4 separate regions of the Mus musculus genome follow, and regions 1, 2 and 3 are each linked to region 4. A link is a contact called in public capture Hi-C and promoter capture Hi-C data. All regions are on one chromosome and are shown on one strand. The core of a region is the stretch at or near the end of the contact, and the rest is flanking DNA. Distances in the headings are between cores, read along the strand shown. Region 1 holds the start of Mc1r (melanocortin 1 receptor). Region 2 overlaps Banp (BTG3 associated nuclear protein). Region 3 holds the start of Afg3l1 (AFG3-like AAA ATPase 1). Region 4 holds the start of Cdh15 (cadherin 15).

Region 1 (3,345 bases), core at 90-2,589, 560 kb after region 4:
TTGAACGTGGTCGAGCACACATTTGATGCCAGCACTCTGGCAGCAGAGGGAGGCAGGTCTATTTCAGGTTACATAGTGAGACCCTGTCTCAAGACAACAGAAATGACTCTTAAGGGGACTGTTACAGACACTGAAAGTGCCCTCCAGCGAAGCCCTGCCTCACTCCCCTGCTGCCTTTCTTTTCTTTTTTTTTCTTTTTCCAAAACAGGGTTTCTCTATGTAGCCCTGGCTGTCCTGGAACTCACTCTGTAGACCAGGCTGGCCTCGAACTTAGAAATCCGCCTGCCTCTGCCTCCCGAGTGCTGGGATTAAAGGCGTGTGCCACCACCACAGCCCAGCTTCTGCTGCCTTTCTTAAGTTACTCTCCTCACCTGTATGCAGAAGGGGCCATCCAGTGCTACTGAGACAGCATTGGATACCATGGAGAGAGTCCAGCAGCAACCAAGGGTGGGTTGCTACCACCACTGCGTGCTATCCTGACCACTATGAATAGTCACATGCCCAGCTGCTGGCCCACAGAGGCTGGAGACAGATCTGCCCTGATGTGGTTCCTGGCTCCAGGGCTAGCATGTGCTCCACAGCGGAAATGAGACTCCTCAAGGGAAGGGGTGGGGGGTGAGACTAAGAAGATGGGATGTGACTGACCAAAGCTTGCTGGCCAATAGCCTCGGGGCCCCCTCTAGTCAGTCAGCTTCCTACCACACCCAGAACTGTAGTTAAGGGAGGCTTCAGCAAGCTTGGGCCCATGAGGGACTTAAGCATCAGCTCTGCCAGAGCTCATCTGAGCCCCTTGGCATAGGGCTCTTTCCTGCCTTGGCCCTGCCTCTACTTGTTGATTCTCAAAGTTCTTGGACCAGCCCCTAAAGCTACCTTGAAGTCAGTAGCTGAGTTGCTGCTATATGAACACATCTTCAGCTTCAGGTGGAAATGCCACTGCCATTGGCACACTTCTAATGGAGAGTGGGAATGAAGGTGGGAGGTAGGGGTGCCTCATTCACACCCAGTGGCTGCCTGAGGCAGCGCAGCCTGAGAGAGAGAGAAAGGAGGTTTCAGACAACCCAGGAAAGTGATTTTTGAAGTGGGCTTGGAGCTTTAGGTAGGGCCACTCAGGGCAGGTTCTAGTGAGGTTGAATGCCTGAAAGAGATTGGTAAGTCACAGGGGCTTTGAACACAAAAGGGAGAGGCAAGACCCTGTGTTGGAGTCCAAAGCTAGTTTTCCGGTTTCTCGGTGCTGCCTCTGCCCCCTAGAGGCAGCCTGGGGCACTACACATCCCTGGCACATGCCCATCATGTGGCCACCCTCAGGAGGAGGGGCTCCAGGGATGAGTTAAAAGATTAAGAGAAAAGCTCCCTTCTTCTCCAGAGTCCCGTCTACCCTGGCTTGGCGAGGGAAAGGAACCAGACATATATCAGAGGCAAGTAACCAAGAAGTCTGGAGGTGTTGAGTTTAGGCATGTCTCTACCTGAGCCACTTGGGAAGAGACAGGGAGAACAGCAGAAGGCTAAGCTACTTCACACTGGCAGTGAGAGTCCATGAGCAGAGCTCAGGGTCCTCAGCAGGAAGTGTCTATGCCATGCCGAGGCTGGCCTGTCCAGCCAGAAAGAACACAAGTGTAAAGGAAAATCGGAGCGTGCCTGTATGGAAAGAGGCCGGTCTGAGGGATGTCAGAGACCCCCGACAACAACATGAAGTGAATCAGAAGCTGGGGGCTGATACCACCTGGAGCTGCAGCCTCCACAGACCGCTTCCTACTTCCTGACAAGACTATGTCCACTCAGGAGCCCCAGAAGAGTCTTCTGGGTTCTCTCAACTCCAATGCCACCTCTCACCTTGGACTGGCCACCAACCAGTCAGAGCCTTGGTGCCTGTATGTGTCCATCCCAGATGGCCTCTTCCTCAGCCTAGGGCTGGTGAGTCTGGTGGAGAATGTGCTGGTTGTGATAGCCATCACCAAAAACCGCAACCTGCACTCGCCCATGTATTACTTCATCTGCTGCCTGGCCCTGTCTGACCTGATGGTAAGTGTCAGCATCGTGCTGGAGACTACTATCATCCTGCTGCTGGAGGCGGGCATCCTGGTGGCCAGAGTGGCTTTGGTGCAGCAGCTGGACAACCTCATTGACGTGCTCATCTGTGGCTCCATGGTGTCCAGTCTCTGCTTCCTGGGCATCATTGCTATAGACCGCTACATCTCCATCTTCTATGCGCTGCGTTATCACAGCATCGTGACGCTGCCCAGAGCACGACGGGCTGTCGTGGGCATCTGGATGGTCAGCATCGTCTCCAGCACCCTCTTTATCACCTACTACAAGCACACAGCCGTTCTGCTCTGCCTCGTCACTTTCTTTCTAGCCATGCTGGCACTCATGGCGATTCTGTATGCCCACATGTTCACGAGAGCGTGCCAGCACGCTCAGGGCATTGCCCAGCTCCACAAAAGGCGGCGGTCCATCCGCCAAGGCTTCTGCCTCAAGGGTGCTGCCACCCTTACTATCCTTCTGGGGATTTTCTTCCTGTGCTGGGGCCCCTTCTTCCTGCATCTCTTGCTCATCGTCCTCTGCCCTCAGCACCCCACCTGCAGCTGCATCTTCAAGAACTTCAACCTCTTCCTCCTCCTCATCGTCCTCAGCTCCACTGTTGACCCCCTCATCTATGCTTTCCGCAGCCAGGAGCTCCGCATGACACTCAAGGAGGTGCTGCTGTGCTCCTGGTGATCAGAGGGCGCTGGGCAGAGGGTGACAGTGATATCCAGTGGCCTGCATCCTGTGAGACCACAGGTACTCATCCCTTCCTGATCTCCATTTGTCTAAGGGTCGACAGGATGAGCTTTAAAATAGAAACCCAGAGTGCCTGGGGCCAGGAGAAAGGGTAACTGTGACTGCAGGGCTCACCCAGGGCAGCTACGGGAAGTGGAGGAGACAGGGATGGGAACTCTAGCCCTGAGCAAGGGTCAGACCACAGGCTCCTGAAGAGCTTCACCTCTCCCCACCTACAAGGCAACTCCTGCTCAGCCCTTCAGCTCATTCAGCCTGGGCTCTCCTGCTGGGACAGACATGAAGTCTCTAAGTTAAAAGAATGACAGACAAGCCGGGCGGTGGTGGCGCATGCCTTTAATTCCAGCACTTGGGAGGCAGAGGCAGGTGGATTTCTGAGTTCGAGGCCAGCCTGGTCTTCAGAGTGAGTTCCAGTGACGGCCAGGGCTATACAGAGAAACCCTGTCTCAAAAAAAAAAAAAAAAAAAAAAAAAAAAAAAAAAAAATGACAAACAAGAGCTAAGGGGGAGCAACTACTCTTGGTGGAAGCTTCTGATAAGAGGATTTGTGGCCATGAAAACCCAGCCATAG
Region 2 (2,921 bases), core at 352-2,851, 830 kb before region 4:
AATTCATCATGGAGGAACCTGTAAAAATGTAACATGATTGGGGAACTGGTTATGTCATAACTCCTAACTTGGGGTTTCCAAATGTGGCCTGGCTTCTGAGTTACCAGGAGATAGCAAACCAGGCAGCCACAGTGTATCAGCACCTCTCCTTTTCCTACCTCTTCCCCACAAGGTGGGATCTGTGGCTTGACAAGTCCCTGCAGAGCCTATAGCCCCCATTCTGATCTCTTCCAGTCGTGGGGCCTGTGCCAGAATCCCATTCCTGTCAGCGGTGACTCAGTGGCCCAGGCTAATCCCTCCCAGCTTTGGCCTCTGGGAGGAGACACACTTGATCTGCCTGCTGGAAATGAAATGATCCAGGTTTGTAAGTGTTTCTTGTCGGGAGATGTGGGTGGCCTGACCAGTGTTTTCCAGGGACCTTGAAAGAAGGGTCAGGTCAGAGCTCTGGACAGCAGGCACGTCCTGCTTGCCATAGGTCCTTACAGAGCCTGTGCCACACACTAAGCCCAGGCTTACAGAGGCTGCCACAATGACTGCCACTGTCTATGCTGAATCCCACAGAGGCCTGAGGCTAAGAGCTTGCTTGGGCAGCCAGAGACATCAGAGTGGAGGTGCATGTTAGGGGTTTGGCATTGCTGACAAGGTCACTGTGAACAGGCATGGACTTTACATGCAGATGTGTGCATGTGCACATCTATGACCACATGTGTCTTAAGACATGTGTATAGGCATACGAAACAATTGATGGCATATGAAGACATATGGCTTGATGAATGGCCATTAAGTCAGGCCCATCTGCTGAGCTTGGAGCCTTCGTCCCACGGAGCCTTTCATTCTTGGAGACAGGGCCATTCTGCTATTGCAGCAGTTCTGGTGTTTGTGTCCTTTCCTTCCTTCTGAAGCTGCTGCTTCTGCTGTTCAAGGAACCCCCCCCCCCTCCCACTGCCTGTCCTTGGGTTACCCTGGTGGATGGCCCAGGGTAGGTCAGGGGAGACAGCCAGGTACACGTGGGCCAAAGATCCTCCATAGACACTGTCCTGTCTGTTTGACCTCAGGTTCTTGCAGTGAGACTAGGAAGCTCCGGGGACTCAGATGCTGTGTGGGAAATGTTCATCTGTCTGTAGAGCATGGCTTCGCTAGCCTGCAGGGTTGGCAGAGAAGCATGTGGGACCCAATAAGATCCACAAGAACTGCTGAGTAAAGAGAGCAGGAGGTATTCTGGGTAAATGCAGGGGAAGAGAGAGCCCAAGCTGCCCTGCCTACCCATGAAAGGTCAAGAGTCTGGAAGAGCCAAGGCTCTAACCAAGTCTGCCACCAATGGCCGTCCCCAAACAGGAGCTCTTGCTTGCTCTTTCCTAAATATAAAATTCTAGGTTTTGTTTCACGTTGACCTGCTTGGTCAGATGAAGCAGAGCACCAGGCCTGGAGAAATGTAGTTCTGAGCACAGACGATGACCTTGCCTACAAGTCAGTGTGAAGGAGAAACCCAAGGGCTCTGTCAGTGACTCTTAGAAGACTGGATCATTGTACTCTGTTCAGGCTTTTCCCTCTGCAAGGGGCCTAGCTTAATCTAAAACCAGGAGCCTTTACTGTCAGCCAGCTGTTGGGCAACTCAGCATCTGTTGCCCTGCTCTGCTCTGAAGAGGGAGGGTGTGGCCAGTAGCATTGTGCAGCAGCTGTGCCAGAGTGGGTGTGGAATAGGGAACGCTGAGGTTTTGGGGGCAGAAGTACCAGGCAAGTGTTTATGTGGACTTTTGAGCTTGCCTGGAAACCAGAGCCCAGATGTGTGTTTGCACACCCTCTTTCCTTTTAATTAACCTGAGTTTAAGCACCTAGAGAGGGCCGAGGGCCAGCTCCCCTGTGTTTGCATAGCCCACTGCCTGTCACCATGGCCCATGGAGATTCCTGTCCTCCTATGCCCAGATGTTGACATACAGAAAAGCATCAGTAAGCAGGTTCAGGGAGGTGTGTCTGGAGGGCTGTCTGTGTGCAGGGACAGGCTGTCACTGCTGCTGCTGTCTCTTGACTCTTCCCTGAGCAGAGTCTGTCAGGTCCTCCATAGGTGCGCGGACTCACACTGGAAGTGAGATGACCCAGAAGCCACTGCACTCTCCAGGAAAGAGGTAGAGCGACCACTTCCCAAAGACATGCCAAGAGTCCTTAGGAAAGAGCCACTTCCTGATTCTGTCACTGCAGCCCATCTGACGGAGTTCAGCAGCAGTTGCCAAGGGGACAGCTATATTCAGTCTTTTGGCAGTCATTTCCCCAAATAGTTCTCACTTTTTCTTAGCTATTCAAAAATGTTAAAAAGGGCTTTTCAGTCATTAAAAAAAGTACCCCCCCCTCAATATTTTCCCACTACCGTGAACCTGAGTGTGTTTTCGTTTGGCAGACCCTCATTAGCATAAGAGACACTGTCCTCGATTGCAGTGTGTCCTTTAAAAAGGCACATGTCATCTGACAGCACAGCTCTTCTTAGAAGTTGACTGGGTGTTTGTGCTGCTGTCTCTGCTTGTGGGGAACCACATGGTCTTCTCCATACCAAAGGGTGGTGTGCCATCATGCCACAGGAGCCTCCAATATGGGCATTCCGTCCACTGCTGTTCTTGCCTGCCTGGGACTGTACAACACTGATGAGGGCGGGGCCCATGGTTCCTGGCAACTGTGAAGGAGCAGATGGAGGCTCTGCATTGCCTGCCTCGAGCCCCCTGCCCAGTTGTGTGAGCACCAGGTGTGGTTTGTGGGAAGTGAATCAGTGGTAAGAATATCCAGGGCTGGGGTCACCCCAAGGGTCACCCTGAGTTTAGTCCCTCCTCCAGGTCCATTCTGAGGCAGGGTCACTAGTTATACAGGGTCAGGATGCTGGAAGGATGCAGCTAAGAAGGACCGAGGGGTCTGTTCTGTAGTGACTTGCTCCTGGT
Region 3 (3,212 bases), core at 697-3,196, 630 kb after region 4:
CACAGTGGCAGCTGCCAGAATACAGAATACCAGAACTGGTAACACAGGTGGGACTCAAACCCTCAATCTCAGACCTGAAAAACCAAGACACAAATTCAGCGGTGCCACACTTAGACAACAGACAACATACAAGACTCACACAAGCAAACGTAACTCCAAGGGGTCCTTTGGGGTTCTTGGGTGTCACACAGATCTCGGTAGGACCTCCGAAATGTTAAAACCTAGTGGGGAAACACCCACTCAACTCCCGATTGATTCAGTGTGCACCCAAAAATCACGAAGGACCATCTCTTGATGTAATTACATGAGGATGTTTAATGACGGAGCTCCGGACCGACATGCATCCCACAAAGGAGATAACGGATGTCGGCCACGAGGCTCGAAAGCTAGGGGTTTTTATGGGGTAAGGGGCTTAGGGGTGTGGAATTCAGCATAGTGACACACTATTGGCTTATTTAAACATTAACAGAAAGATTACATGTTAGCAAAAGGGCATCAGGACTTTGTTCCTGTGGGCTAGGGGCTTATCTTGTTCACATAGCAACCAGTTGATGTATGACTTTACCCGGCATCAAGGGGCAGTGGACAGAGGGGAGGTTCCAGCCAGGTGGTGTTGACCCAGACAAGATAGCCCTGCTTGTACAATCAAGCTGTTCTTAGGAATGTCTTAACAACAGCCCTGTCTGTTCTGCTTTGTTCTCAGCCCCAGGCCACGGGCTCATAGACAACTCTTTTACATGAATCACAAGATACAAAATCTCATTTTCTTTTATCACCATCTCCCACTCCAGCGCGGTATGGTGAGGCGGGAGGGATGCCTCGGCACATCCCTTTCCCTGAGTTATCAGCCACAGGACAGGTATAATGTAGAACAGTTTATTTGGGGGCATGGGAAGGGAGTTGAGAAGGGAGTAGAGGCAGTCAAAGAGAGAAAAGAGAAGAGGAGAGGAGAGGCTGGCCAGGAACCCGTGGAGAGGAGGAAGGAGGGAGGAGTTGGGGAGAGAGGGAGAAAGGGGTCAGGGAGAGAAGAAAGTCTGAGAGAGAGAAGGGGAGAAGGGGCAGAGAGAGCGAAGACATGGAGGGGGGTATGGGAGTAGGGGTCGGGTTGGGAGGGAACAGACCCTTTTATAGCAAGCCAGGCCTTGTTGCTAGGTAACCGTTGGGCGGAGCATAGAAGGACTGCTAACACTATGGGTGACAATGGTCTTCTCCCGGGCATCTGTACCTTTGAAATGTAGTCAAGGTAGAATCTGAGTACACGCAGATGCCACGTGTGTCGTGGACAGCCCCACTGTCCAGAAACTGGTTCATCCTGAACACCCACACCTCCCTAATGCCAAGTCCAAATTGCTAGTCCGCACAACTGCAGGCAAATCAAAACTGGGGTGACTCTATATACCAACCAAGTGCTCTCCCGCAGAGCAATGCCACAGGCCCTCACGCTGCTCCAGACCGTCCCGTCGCTCCCTGCGCATCCGCAGGAATAAAAATGTTGTTAAGTAAAATTAAACAAGGGTCTATGACGTGGATCAATGAGACAAGTCGTGCACCAAATAACAGTTCCTTTGTTCACGATAGGTCTCGAACCACATCTAGTCTGGATGTAAAATACCGGGAGCACCTCCAACCGGTAATACTAGTACCCTCAACCAGGGAGAAGTAGCCTCAAAATTTAATTACGTGAGCCGCGTTACCCCGAGGACCCACCGAAGCCATTGATGTCGTTGACAATGCAAAATTTAAAATACGTCTAAAGGCCCTTGGTGTCTAGGTCAAGTTGGCCGCGGACCATCCGCCATCAGCTGTCAGGCAGCGCGAAGCGACACTCGGGTTCAGGATCCTAAGGAGCACGGCCGCGAACCAGACACCCAAAGAGAGGTCCGAGCCGATGCGGCGGCCAGCTGCGCACGCGCGCCCCCGAGGGCGTGGTGCACTATGATCCGCCTGCTGCGCGTGCGCGCGCCCAGGGGGCGGCGCGAGGTCAGGGCCGGGGGATGTTACTGCGGCTGGTGGGGGCGGCGGGCAGTCGAGCCCTGGCCTGGCCTTTCTCCAAGCTGTGGCGATGTGGCGGATGCGCAGGGAGCGGCGGGACGGTCTGGAGCAGCGTGAGGGCCTGTGGCATTGCTCTGCAGGTGAGCAGGGCAGCGCTGGGGCCACGGGTTCCGGGCGGCGTGGCGGGGGCCGCGCTGGGCGTCGCGGTGACGTCATCGGCCTGCGGCTGGGCCGGGCGCAGCGTCTTCCCGATTTCTGCCTCCGACTCCACTAGTGTCTACCTACGGCTGATCGGAACACTTGAGCGGGTGCGATCTAGCCATTATCCAGTTAGCTATTGCAGGGCCCCACTTAAAAGGTAGTAGCCTTTATTCATTAAGGAGGCGTAGGTCTCCATACTAAGCAGAGAAAGATGGCCACCATGGAATTCCCGCCACTGATGCTTCATTTTTTAGATAGTTTAGCCTTACTAGATATTTTATCACCCCTCACAGGTACATCTGCCAGTAGTAAGGAGGCTCACCACGGCGAAAGGGAATATCCATGCAGATTATCCATCTTCAAATAAATGCGTGTTACCATCACAGGGGCCATACAGCCGTTCTTCCTCAATTCAGTTTTGGTCTTGTTCCCTCTTAATATGACAGTAGTGTGGTGTAACGGTCCATGAGCAAATGTCCATTTACCCCAGCTAGGGCACTCACGATAGGTCAAAATGATTCCATTCCTCTAGCTTTGTGAACCAGTGAGCTTATTGGAATTAAATATGGCCGCACCGGGGAAGGTTACTTAACAGGAGTGACTCAAAAGCAGTTTCATCGATGAAAGGCTCACATACAGGTCACAACGCAAGGCGAACCTACAGTCAGTACCACTGAAGAGGCTCCCTCCCCTCAGCAGTTCTTTCCTGCCTGTAGAACTTTGGGTCTGGGGGCCCGTGGATTTTTTTTTAAGCTTCTGAGCATAAGGTTTATGGGGCTTCTTGAGGCTTAAGAGCTTCCCTCTCTGTAGGGGGGAATCTCTGGGTTTGGAGGAGGTAGCTGCACAGTGGGTCGGGAAAATGCCCTCAGGTTTGTTTCTAGTGCTGTGCATTGCACAGTCATTTCAGGTCATGTCGCACATCCTGTTCCGGTGGGTGACCCGTTGAAGATCAGTCATATAGTGATTGTTATAGACAGTTCTGAGTTGCTGTGGGCCAGTGTCTTTGTGAAAGAAGTACA
Region 4 (3,321 bases), core at 505-3,004:
CATTCTCTCTCCCTCTTTCCCCATCTCCCCCACATCCTTCCTCTCTCCCCCCTCTTCCTGTCCTTCTCCCAAGTCCAGAGGACAGCATATAGGGCCAGCCATATAGGGGCTGCACCCAGCAGGAGGCCAGAGGAGGAAGGAACAACCTTGGTTGAGATGGGAGGGTGTTCCCTTGACCGAAGCCGTGGAGCTGGGCATTGAGGGATGCGTAGGAGTTCTCTAAGTAACAGCGGAAGGAAAGCATGCTCCAGGCAGGGCACCTCAAAGAGCATGGTGACCGTGGAGGAAAGGGGTGGACAAAGAGCACTTGGAGGTGAACTAACAGCTGTGCGTCAGAACGGCTGTTGGGGCAGAATGGGGGGAAAGGTGTTGTGGTGGACCAAGAGCCACCTGGACGTCTTCATCCAGGCTGATACAGATCTATTGGGGTCGGATCAGCATAGGGTCAGATGGGTGTGAGCGCAGGCAAGTTGGAAAGCCTCTAGCTTGTGGGTAGTTTAAAGCCACTGGACCAATGGAGGCCTGAGGGAGAGAGTGAGGAGGGAAAGCCCAACCAGCCTGGAGTCCCTGGCCACTGGGCCACACACTGCCTGGGGAAGGGGCTGGGAACTCTGGCTAAGCTGACGGGGTTCAGGAAACATGGGCACAAGCCTGGTGCAGCCTTTCTAGTCAGGGACTGGGACCTCAGTCATGTATGTAAATCAACCAAGTCTCTACCAATGCCCGCGGGATCTGTCCAGGACAGTGGAGTGGACCAGCAGGGACCAGGCACCCTCCCTTCGTGCCTGTCTTGGGCCTTGGATCCAGTAACGTCTCCTGCCTTCTTCAGTGCAAGCCAGAAGGATCACGCCCATGGCCGGCTGATGTCAGCGAGGGCCATCCAGAAGCTATCAGCAAAGAAGATATCCCACAAAATCATGGTGACTGCTGCATACATGTGGTGTGGCGGGAGATGCAGGGGGTAGGCAAAGGAGCTCTGGCCAAAGGCAGAGTGGCCCGTGGGGTGAGACCTGGGCCTGAACCCCTTAAGAATAAGCCACATGCCAGTCTTTCTTGCCCTTCACTCAGCCTTCAGGAGCCTCTGATGTGTTCTGGAAGAGCAAACCTGAACAGGCAATCCAAACGTGACCCCCAATCCTCCTGCTCCTTCCTCTGGGTTAGGGGCCACTTTGGGGTTTTTTGGTTTTGCTTTTTGTTTTTTGAGACAGTTTTTCTACATTGTCTGGGCTGGCCTAGAACTCACTATGTAGAGCAATCTGGCCTCTAACTCATAGGGATCTGCCTGCCTCTGGATTAATATTAAAGGTATGGGCTACTGTGCTTGGCTCCCTCCATTCTTCTACAAGCTTGGGTCTCTCTGGACAGCTGCCACAGGCCTCAGTCCCAGCCTACGGCATGCTGAGTTCTTCCCCAATGTCCACTCCCCGCCCCCCTACATGCTGTCACTCAGTCCAGGAGCCCCCTACAACACATGTGCTGACCTCAAAACTTTACAGAGCCTCCCTCAGGCACTGATCACATATGCTGTCACTCAGATCGCCCCCCCCCCCCCATCACTTTGCTCTGGCTCTGCCTTGCATCTTTCACACTACACTCTTGTGGCTGTCCAGGCCCACCTACATGTGCTGTCACTCATCTCTGATCCCGCCCATGACTCTGCCCCCCATGCAGTCACTCAGCCCTAGCCCTGCCCAGACCCCGCCCTGGCCCCGCCCCACCACACACGTGCAGTCCCTTGGCCTGCTCCCCAAGCACTTGCGCTGTCACTCAGCCCAATGCTCTCAGCGTGGGGGTAGAAGAAGCACCACCGCCCGTTCCACCGGCCGCCCAGTCGGCCACTTGTCCTCGGCTCTTCCGCCACTGCCTCAATGGGTTCTGCTCTGCTCCTCGCCCTCGGGCTGCTTGCCCAGGTAAGCTTGTAAGCCCTGTGGCATCCCTTCCTCTAGCTTTGGGATAGCTTTCCTGGGACCACTGGCCTGGAGTGTCTTTGGGGGAACCTGAGAGCTGCGGCCTGCAGTGTCCAGGGTGGGCCGCACTCTCTGAAGCATTGTAGGAAGGGGTGTCCTGTGTTTAGGGGCTTCCAGAGGGAGGGCGACTGACCTGCACATCAGTGAGCAAAATGGTTCAGGACTGGAAGCATCTCTGAGGCACGGGAACAGCCATTGGGCTGTCCCTTCAGTCTGGAAGCATATCACAGGTGCTCCCTGGAGCCTCCCAGAGCCTAAGGGTGGCCAGTCTTGAGAGGTCTTTCTATTCCAGAGCACGAGGCAGAGAGAAGGGGCAGAAAGCCACAGTGTCTGTAACACTTATGCCCCTGGTTGGTCTTGGTGGTGCCTGAGTCTCTACCCAGTGGTCCTAGAGGAGCTGCAACGCTTCCCTACAGGACCTAAGAATCCAGAGAAAATAACTCCAGGCCAGAGTAGCCCAACACACTCTCAGTTCACACTGCCTTTGACCTGACCGGGCCAGCGGCTGTGCCTGGATCCGCCTGGAGATGGAGTGATCTGTGGTCCCCAGATCAGTCAGTCTCTGGTACCCTGTCTTCTTAACATGGCACAAAGAAGGATGGGTAAAGCCCAGGTCCCCAGTTTTTCCTGCTGTTGGCAGTCCTCAGACTGGCTGCTGAATGGTCCTGGACTGGCCAGAACGGGAATGTGGATTCTGTGGTCCCTGCCAGGGTCCCTTTCCACAGAGATGTGCACTGAGGCTGTGGCCAGCCTCTGCGCCCAGAGGCAACAGGTGGCGAGCACAAAGAATTGCTGTGTGTGGAGAGAGGTCAACCAGCATTGCATGGGTGTGTGGTGGGGGGTCCGTCCCTTCCGGGAACACACTTCAGGACTTCCTTGGTTCCCTCAAATTCCCACAAAGCCTTGCAACTCTACTCAAGTTTCAGTTCTCGGCAGCTGACAGGAGCCTGGCCAGAGAGCCCCCCTTGCAGCTGGCCCTGGGTCATCAGCCCTACACTTCCAACCAGCAACACCCCAGCTTTGGGGGCCCACATTCCCTTACCTGGGCACATCTGCTAGGCTAGTTAAGACCCAACACAGAACCCCAGTCTTGTGCATAACGCCCTGACCCATCAGAGCCCCCTCCATACCCTGGGCTGGGATTTGCTCCCCACTGGCTACAGTAACAGCACCCCCAAGGCTGGAGGGTGGGTAGTGTTGGGTAGCATTCTTCTCCCCCTCCATCACCAAGCCCCCCCTCTCTGTTGCACTAGGGCAACTGCCCCCCCCCCAGGCATCTGGAGGCCCCGGCAGTCAGGTGGGGGCAAGGACCCGCCCCGCCCCGAGGCCTGGCCTCCTGCACTTACTTCACAGC

What was found. Promoter capture Hi-C pulls out the DNA fragments that hold promoters and counts their contacts. Capture Hi-C pulls out chosen DNA fragments and counts their contacts.
Region 1: a capture Hi-C map of macrophages shows a contact between it and region 4, with 4 times the contacts expected there. The contact joins the promoter of Mc1r here to the promoter of Cdh15 in region 4. A contact is called at or near these places in 2 of 39 promoter capture datasets (pre-B cells and stem cell-derived epiblast-like cells) and 1 of 9 other capture datasets (macrophages).
Region 2: a contact with region 4 is called in a promoter capture Hi-C map of liver, with 2.1 times the contacts expected there. The contact joins the enhancer-like site here to the promoter of Cdh15 in region 4. A contact is called at or near these places in 4 of 39 promoter capture datasets (embryonic stem cells and liver) and 1 of 9 other capture datasets (embryonic stem cells).
Region 3: a contact with region 4 is called in a promoter capture Hi-C map of pre-B cells, with 2.3 times the contacts expected there. The contact joins the promoter of Afg3l1 here to the promoter of Cdh15 in region 4. A contact is called at or near these places in 1 of 39 promoter capture datasets (pre-B cells) and 1 of 115 datasets of contacts at active chromatin or transcription factors (large pre-B cells).

Annotation. Positions count from the first base shown.
Region 1 is chr8:123,405,743-123,409,087 of GRCm38.p6, forward strand. Mc1r (melanocortin 1 receptor) reads left to right here and starts at 1,340. Exons shown (of 1, transcript NM_008559.2): 1 at 1,340-3,345. The coding sequence starts at 1,768. The coding sequence ends at 2,715.
Region 2 is chr8:122,020,285-122,023,205 of GRCm38.p6, forward strand. Banp (BTG3 associated nuclear protein) reads left to right here. Exons shown (of 14, transcript NM_016812.4): 12 at 235-360. Among named protein-coding and RNA genes, the nearest start is that of Mir7237, 44 kb to the left of the region's middle. Within about 2 kb of position 1,602, at least 78 of the 459 cell types and tissues checked have an H3K27ac peak or open chromatin away from gene starts, as enhancers often do. A contact at or near this core is called in liver, where this site is marked.
Region 3 is chr8:123,475,916-123,479,127 of GRCm38.p6, forward strand. Afg3l1 (AFG3-like AAA ATPase 1) reads left to right here and starts at 1,947. Exons shown (of 17, transcript NM_054070.3): 1 at 1,947-2,132. The coding sequence starts at 1,995.
Region 4 is chr8:122,846,620-122,849,940 of GRCm38.p6, forward strand. It overlaps Cdh15 (cadherin 15), which reads left to right and starts at 1,755. Exons shown (of 14, transcript NM_007662.2): 1 at 1,755-1,910. The coding sequence starts at 1,869.